Linked DNA regions of Sus scrofa: all the other regions are linked to region 3. Evidence: chromatin contacts called from public HiChIP or PLAC-seq and promoter capture Hi-C data. All regions are on one chromosome and are shown on one strand. Each heading gives the region's core, a stretch centred on a gene start, on an enhancer-like site or on the middle of the called end of the contact. The rest is flanking DNA. Distances are from core to core; before and after follow the strand shown.

Region 1 (2,700 bases), core at 151-2,650, 560 kb after region 3:
TGGCCTGTTGTTAATTGTTCAGTTACATATAATGCGCTTCATTCAGGACGCAAACCTAAGGCCTTTCAGGCCCCTCTACACTTCAAATTACACAGAGCTTGAGAAGCCAGGCAGAAGGATCGGTGATCCTTGAGAAATTCTCGCTAGGTACTGCTTTCACCCGGGCGGAAAACGCGCTCAAGCGAGGAGTCTAGCAAAACAGAAAAAGTGAGTTGACGGCAAAGACAACCAGGGATGCACAAGGCCATCCCTAAGCGGTCATTTCAAAGAATCCCAGGGAAGGGAGAAGTGGGTAGAGGAAGAGAGTAAGCATACTTACTTTTTGTTGTCAGTGAAGAAGCGTGTCTGGAGCTGAGCCATGGCTTGCCTACAGAAACGTACAGGGTAACAGTTAGATAACCCGTGCTCGGGTCTTTAAGGCTACAAAAAGAGGTTGCTCAAAATTACACTGCACGTGTATATGAAAAACTGCAGTCCAACTCCGGGCTTCCGCTTTCCTTCCTCCGGCCTGCCTAGCCAGAAAGCACCACGAGGCTCCCCTTCCACAAGGCCCAGCCCACAAACATCGACTACCTATTCCTAGATTTAGGAGTCATCGATTAGTAAGGCATAGTCTTAAAGGCGACGTTTCCCTTTAATTTTGTTTGTATTTAAAAAATATATATATTTAAGCTTGCGCTCGATTATGAAAATACAGAGAGGCCTGATTCAAATCCGCTTATCCGCGCTCTCTCTCTCTCTCTTTTTTTTTTAAAGAGGCCATCCTTAGGCCCGATAATTCAAACACAGCTCCTAGATACTACAAACCCCAGAAAGCAGCGCTTGTCAGAAGCTGTACCCACTGGGAATTGTAGTCTTTCTTGCCTCTCTCCCCTAGGGATATCTTATTTGCATTAAACCTTCCCGACTCCAGCCAAATATCTATTATATTTCCTCTGCCATCAGCTTTAATTCACGAAAGCCTTTCCGGGCTTATCTGCTCAAGCATACTCCCAATCACACTTTCGGTCTACCGAGATTTTTCTTGGTGTTTCGCCACTAGCTTCAAGCTTTAGATCCAGGTGAGAGGAGGGGATACGAAAGAAAGAACGAATCAGAAGGGAAACGCGACGGTGGCTGATAGTGGTCTTATCTCGAGCGACTGCGCTGCGCGCTCCCGGAGGGGTGCGCCTGCGCACTGTGAGGGTCTCCATGGCGGGGCCTCGGAGCCAAGACGAGGTTGAGTAGACTCGTTTTGAATTTTCTTCCCTCTACTCCAGCACTTTTTGGACTTCCCTTCTCGCCCTATAGGGCGCTCGGCCGCGGTGGGACTGGGGGAGTCCGAGGTTTGGGAGAGCTGTCTGCGCCGACGGACGGGACACTACCTCCCAACCCCCCTTTCTTCCTGCTGCCTCCTCCTCCCGCCGCCTCTTGACCCGCCCGGTCCCTGAGCAACCGCCGGCCCCCGCCCCCTGCTGCAACCCGGCGTCGGTGGCGCCTTCAGCGCCCCACCTTGGGCGGTATTCGGGGCCCTATGTGTCGAGGCCTACTGCGCCCCGCCCGGGACGGGGTTCGCTGGAGAAGGTGGAAGTTCGTGTTTTTAGGAGGGTTTCAGAGCGCAAGGAAGAACCGCCTTGGATTCGGACCCCTGGGCTGGAGCGCCCAGTGTGTAGTCCCATGCGCAGCCCCGCGCCCCGCTTTTTAGAGTTCTTTTTTTCTCTTTAGGAGCCCCCTTTTAATTTCCTTTTAGAAGGAGAAAGGCGTCCTCCCACACTCTCTACGGTTTTTTACCTTTTCTTTCTTTTTTTTTTTTTTGAAGTCACCCAAAGGCCTAATGGTCCCGGGAATTATTCTAATACAACCGAGTTGTTTTTTTGAGGAAAGATGGATGGAGAGATACTATCTAGAAGGAGAAAGGCGTCCTCCCACACTCTCTACGGTTTTTTACCTTTTCTTTTCTTTTTTTTTTTTTTTTTTTTTGAAGTCACCCAAAGACCAAATGGTCCCGGGAGTTATTCTAATGCAACCGAGTTGTTTTTTTGAGGGAAGATGGATGGAGAGATACTATCTAGATTTCATAGTCGCTTTTTAAGGCATTCATTAGAGAAGCTCCAAGAGGGAAATTTAAAGAGACAGCAGTTTAGAGTAAGGCAGAACTGGATTGCAAAATTTTGGGAAGGGGTATGTGTGCAGGTGAAAACAACTAAAGCTCTCCTTGGTTACGTTGCTTAAAGATGTACTACGATTAAGTAGACGCCTGGTTTTTAAATCAATCATAGACTATGAGAAGGAATTTAAACAATTGTAAGCGAAAAATAATCTGTTATTAGCAGCAATGACAGTGAAATTAGGACCGTTTTCCGTTTACTCACCTTAGAATGTGGGTAGTGGAACCGGAATGCCTTATTTCGAATCCTGCCTCCGCTACTTAATAACTTCTCTGTGACACATCTTGGTCAACTGTGAGATTAAGTGCCACAGAGTAAATGTTAACTATTATTACCACCATTACCCTTTAGATACCAGGTGAACTAGAAGCTTTGACAACGTGAATAAGGACTAGCCTCATGATTAGAAGAGTAAAATGAAAAAACCTCTGTGCTGAGGGCCTAGGAAAGGACTAGACTTGCAAGTAGAATCCGTGGTCATTTAACCATGTGCATCATTGTAATTTTAAGAACTGTATGTCTTAGTTAGACCACCTGAAGCTTGAAACTTTTT
Region 2 (2,700 bases), core at 114-2,613, 670 kb after region 3:
TGCTATGTTGAGACTAATCCATGAGTGGGGTGAGTGTACAGGCAGAGGCAGAGAGACAAATGGGGAGGCTACTACAATAATCCATAAAAGATTTAGTAGTAACTCACATCCTGGTGGTAGTGGTGTAGAAAAATAGTTAGATGTGTTTTGAAGATACAGCTGAAAGGCTTAGTCTGAATGTGACATATATAAAAAAGACAGCGAGGATACTTGTTAGGTTCTAGGAGAATGAAGCAGCTAATTACTAAAACGGGGAATATGGCAACAAGGGTAATTTCTTCTCCTCCTGCCACTTCCAAAATTTTCACATGTCATTTCACAGGTCTGCTGGAGAACCAAGAGATTTTGAAAAGGCACAGTTTGCTAACAACTACCCCAAATTATTCAAAACTCTGCTACCTTAGGGAGCAATTGTAAAGGAATGAGTATGGCTGTTTTCCAACAAACTTTAAAAACAATGGAATTTGAATTTCATCTAATTTTCACATATCATGACATATTATTTTGATTTTTGTTAAGTTTTCAAGTAGGATGGTCTGCAAAACCTAAAATATTTTTTCTCTGTACACTTTGCCAGCTACTGATATTGATGGAAGGAAGATGGGACACTAGTGATGGTATACGGGATTTCATTATACTAGTTTACTTTTGTATACTGTTTGACATTTTTCACAATAAAAGTTTTTTAAAAATGTTTAGGTGTACTAATCTCATGCGTCTTTCCCCAACTCCTTAAGCACCTTTCCCCCTAAAGTGGTCTATAGCTAGTAAATGCAGTTGTTTTCCTTTCGTATCTTTTTTTTTTTTTTTTTTTTTTAAGAGCAAAGCCCTTTTAATTCTTTAGTAGTGATGAAACAAGCCCGTTGTGCTTGACACTCAGCGACAGCGGAAGTATGAGACACAAACACGATAAAGGATTTTGGGGTGCGTGTGGGAGCAATTGTCTGTTCTTACATTAGCGTACACTCTCAGGACCAATCCCCTTTTTACAAAAAGAAATCAAAATGAAATCCTCTTTAGTTATCACCGTAGGGTTCCCTGCCCTCCAATGATTCCCGGAAATGACGCCACGAGCCGAACGCTCTGTCTGCCCATCCCCGGCAGCAGCAACGGGTGGACGTAAGCACGTCGTCGGTCCTTAGTCTCGTTCAGCTCGGGGCCGACAGGAGCGCCCCACCGGGAACCGGCCGCCGGGTCTTCAGAAGCCGGGTCGACTGCGACTGCGCAGGTATGCTGGGGCGAGGCTTCAGGTCATCCCGCCCCTTCCCAGCCTTCGCAACCAATGAACAGCTAGTGCCCTGGGGCGGGTAAATCCTTAGAGGCCAGAATGATTAGCCGAGAGGAAAGCCCCTCCTCTGGCCCCCTCCCAGCCTCCCGCCCCGCCCCGTGCGGTCGCCGCCCCGCCTCCCTCTCCTGCCCGCCTGCTTAGCTGCGGGGTGACACGGGGCTTCGCTGGGGAAGGGGGGGGCAGGGAAGCAGATTAGACGGCCTGGCGGCGGCGGCAACACGACCCCCCAATGTGAGCGTGGTGAGGCGAGCGGGTCGTAGGGAAGAGGGGGCCGCGTGGCAGAAATGGGAGGGCCCAGGGTGTTTGGGGGTGAGGGCGCGGTAGAGAGGGGGGCGGCCGTGAGGGGGCGAGGTCGACCCGGATGCGGTCGAGAGGGCGTGGGTAGTGGGTCGCGGAACGCCAAGCTCGCGTTGCCCCTTTGCCAAAGCTTCTCTTGGCGGCTCGGCTCGCATTAAGTTTGCCTCCCTTTCTCGGTTGCCCGGGATGCGAGGAGGAAATTTAAAGGTCCCCAAAACACTCGGAGGTTTTCCCGAGGTGTTTTCCTTGCCGCGCCGGTGTTTTCCTTGTGCGCTCCTTAACTGGATGGAGAGGTAGCGAGGCCAGGTGGAAAGGTCGACTTTCACTCCCTGAGGATTGTTGCAACAAACAAACCAGAAATTCTTCCCCCTCCTCCCCACGCCCTGCCCTGCAACACAGCGACAAACATTCCCAAGAAGTTTTAAGAAGCAGCCTAGAGAATTCCAAGGGATTCTGTCTTTGAAATATGTCAGTATGTGTGCTTTTTCTTATGTTTATAGAAAATGTATGAGTGGGAACGGCGTTTTTGCTGCTTACTATCATTGGACACATTTTTTGTTATGAAAAATACTCATCTTTGAGTTCTGCCCAAGAGGATTCTGATTTTCTGTTGATGTGAAATATTGTATTAGCTGTGATGTTTTTCTGAAATACCAATTTCTGTGAAATCCGATCAGTTGTGAAAGCTTAGCCAGTTGTTTGTGGGCAGTGAAGAAAATAAATCTCTAGTTTTTATAAACCCATAATTGTTAATATGGCCTCTTGTTAAAGGGAATCTTGCATCTTTTTCTCTTTTACAGATTTATGTAATTGCCCAAAGACCACTGATGAATATATGTTGGAATAACTGCTGAAACTGAATCTTATTAACCAGAAAGCAGACCGTCCTTTGTTTCACTTCTTTTTGTTTTCCCTACTGCTTTGAGTTTTATTGTAACAGCTGAAAAACTTGGAAAATAAAATGAACATACTGTGGTCTTGAACACAATTTTTTTTTTTGAGGAAAAATTAAAGTGCCAGAGTGAAAGCCAGAATGGCATCCAGAGAGAGACTCTTCGAACTTTGGATGCTTTATTGTGCGAAGGTAACTACTTTTCTTTCTATTTCTAAGTTTT
Region 3 (2,700 bases), core at 79-2,578:
AATCGACCCAAAACCAATCTAAATTATGGTTTAACTTTAAAAAATAATGTACATTTTGCCCAACAGTACAAATCCACAAAAGTTTCACTTGCTATCACCAAGTGGTACAAAACTGAACTAGGTTAAAAGCCAAGGGAATAAGTGTGTTAAATTTAAAAGTTCAAGTAACTTATACTGTTGAATGAAAAACAATTTTCTAGGTAACTATCACTAAACAAGCAAGGTCCAAAATTACTCTAAAAAGTCAAAGTCATCTAAGCGACAAAACAAAGTCCAGACCAAAAACTCTAAAATGTAAAAATCGGTCATAAACATGGTTACCTAGAAAAGGACGAGGAAGAAAAATTTACCACGGAAAATCGAACACTCCTGATTGAGTGCAAATTCCAAATAAACTCCTGATATTAATGAGACAGAGCATTTTGCAGTAACAGGTACCTTTCTGCAAATGTTTGCAACTGCTCTACATACAAGAAGTTTTCCTATCCCTTTCCTCAAAGGTATCAGTCATCTTCAGATTAACGCCCAGATGAAATGCTTTCTGTTGCTCTAGAAGTTCTGTTCTACTTTGTTTCTCGGTTATTCTGAGTGCTCTCTTGCAACTGGAGAGCTGCTGAACCAATCCCGAGTAAGAAATGGGAAAGTACAAGAAAAGAGGCGACAGCTCTGCACCCCCACACGGAAAAGACTCAGAGCAGAGCGGCGGCGGCCCGGCCCTAGCTGCAATCCCAAAGGAAAGCAGAGCTTTCTAGGTTCCCAGCAACACGAGAGACAGCGTCTCCCTCCCCCGGCCCCCACGCCCCCACTCCGGGACTATCTAAAGACCAAGAACCAGAAAGTGGAGTCCACCCGCATTTCAGGGCCACAGAGCTTCCTGGGCAGGGATTCTCTCCCGTTACATAACTGGGGCCTAGGGCCCTGCTTCTGCAACCAGTCCTCTGGAGAGGCAAGACGACGGGTTCCGCAGGGACCCTCTCCGGGAAGTGGAAGCTGGGCTCTGCACCTGGTCGGCCCCGGAGAAAGAAGGGGGACGACTTAAGTGAGGCCGCGGCCAGAGGCGCTGGGGCACAGGGGGTGATGAGTGAGCCCAGTGAGGGACAGGGCGGCTCCCAGAGGCCCGCGGCAGGCCCCGGCGTCTCCAGCCCTAGTCCACTCCCCTCCCTTGCCAGCCAAGTCCCCACCGGCCACCCCCTCCCCCCATTCCGCGCTCCCCTCCCCCGCGCCTCCATCCCCCCCCCCCCCGCCCCAGCCGAGCAGCAGACGGACCTACGGAGTAAGGCCTCCGCCACCGCCATCGGACTGCTCCCAGCCCAGTACCTGGTCAGACATGGTGACGGTGACTTCACCCGGGGTCTCCGCACAGCAGCGGCCTCGGGTAGGCAGAACCTCGCTCCGGGGTTTACAAATCCGTCTCTCTTCCCCACAGCACAACACCGCGGCTGGAGGGACTTCCGCTACGCCTCGCGTCACTTCCGCTACGCGCTGTGGGGAGGGATAGGGAAAAGAGGAAAGGCGAGGCGGGAAAACGGGTGGAGGGGCTTCCCGGAGGCGGGAGGGCTGAGGGCGGCTTTAGTGGTGGCCGCGCGAGTGAATTAACGAGGCCCCCTCAGCAGCCCTGAGACCAGGCCCTGTGCCTCGGTCCCGAGCCCATCCCCCGGGGAAAAGTTCCAGGTGCCTAAGTCAGCGTTCGGAACCGTACTGACAGCCCCGACTCCTCCCTCTCTCTCGGACACCTTGCGCGTTTCTGAAGGCTGAGCCAAGATACTTCTATTGTCTCTCCCTGGCCTTGTTTGACAACCTCCCAAAATCAATTGGACTTCTTACCCTAGAGCTGTCATTTTTGGTTAACCAACCCTGGCCAACACAGAACCGTCATTAAACGAAATAAAACACCATCCCATTGGACACGATTTTGATGGCTATAGATGAAAACGGTGCTGCTGAAAAGTTCTAAACTGGTGGAGCTAATTTCAATACTTGAATTTGTTGCTTTGAGTTTAAGAATGGTCTGTCTATGAGGTCTTCAAAATATCGTGGCCCTACTGGCAAAAGCATAGAATAGAATTGAGATTCCAGAACAAATCAATAAATCTTCACACATCAATTAATTTTCGACAAGAGTGCCAGGATAATTCAATGGTAAAAGAAGTCTTTCAACAAATGTTAATGGGACAACTGGATATCCATATGCAAAAGAATGAATTTGGATCACTATCTCCCAACATTTGAAAAATTAGCTTAAAATGGATCAAGTCCTAAATGTAAGAGCTAAAACTATAAACGCTTAGAAGAAAACGTAGGTATGAATCTTCTTGACTTTGGATTAGGCAAAGGCTACTTAGATATGACACCAAAAGCACAGGCAGCCAAAGAAACATAAATAAGACTTCATCAAAATTAAAACTTTCTTTTATGTTGAAAAAACAACTTAAGGAATAGGAAAAAATGTTTACAAATAATATATCTGATAAAGGTCTAATATTAAAAATATGAAAAAGGACTATTATAAGTCAACTATAAAAAAAGAAATAATCCAATTTTTAAATGGACCAAAGATCTGAATAGAAATTACTCCCAAGAAGATATACAAATGGATTTGAAAAATGCTCAGCATCATTAGCCATTTGGGAAATGCAAATTAAAGCCACAATAAGGTATCATTTCAGACCCATTAGGATGTTTATAATCGAAAAGAAAAAT

What was found. Promoter capture Hi-C pulls out the DNA fragments that hold promoters and counts their contacts. HiChIP or PLAC-seq counts read pairs in DNA pulled down with a chosen protein or histone mark.
Region 1: a promoter capture Hi-C map of liver shows a contact between it and region 3, with 6 times the contacts expected there. The contact joins the promoter of WDR12 here to the promoter of SUMO1 in region 3. A contact is called at or near these places in 1 of 5 promoter capture datasets (liver) and 1 of 2 datasets of contacts at active chromatin or transcription factors (skeletal muscle).
Region 2: an H3K27ac HiChIP or PLAC-seq map of alveolar macrophages shows a contact between it and region 3. The contact joins the promoter of NBEAL1 here to the promoter of SUMO1 in region 3. A contact is called at or near these places in 2 of 5 promoter capture datasets (fetal liver and liver), 1 of 47 Hi-C or Micro-C datasets (heart right ventricle) and 1 of 2 datasets of contacts at active chromatin or transcription factors (alveolar macrophages).

The regions. Positions count from the first base shown.
Region 1 is chr15:106,409,323-106,412,022 of Sscrofa11.1, forward strand. WDR12 (ribosome biogenesis protein WDR12) reads right to left here and starts at 1,401. Exons shown (of 14, transcript XM_003133592.6): 1 at 1,014-1,401; 2 at 320-367. The coding sequence starts at 360. It overlaps CARF (calcium-responsive transcription factor), which reads left to right and starts at 1,096. Exons shown (of 18, transcript XM_021075550.1): 1 at 1,096-1,218.
Region 2 is chr15:106,514,919-106,517,618 of Sscrofa11.1, forward strand. NBEAL1 (neurobeachin-like protein 1) reads left to right here and starts at 1,364. Exons shown (of 55, transcript XM_021075109.1): 1 at 1,364-1,519; 2 at 2,386-2,669. The coding sequence starts at 2,619.
Region 3 is chr15:105,848,771-105,851,470 of Sscrofa11.1, forward strand. It overlaps SUMO1 (SMT3 suppressor of mif two 3 homolog 1 (S. cerevisiae)), which reads right to left and starts at 1,329. Exons shown (of 5, transcript NM_001112676.1): 1 at 1,318-1,329. The coding sequence starts at 1,329.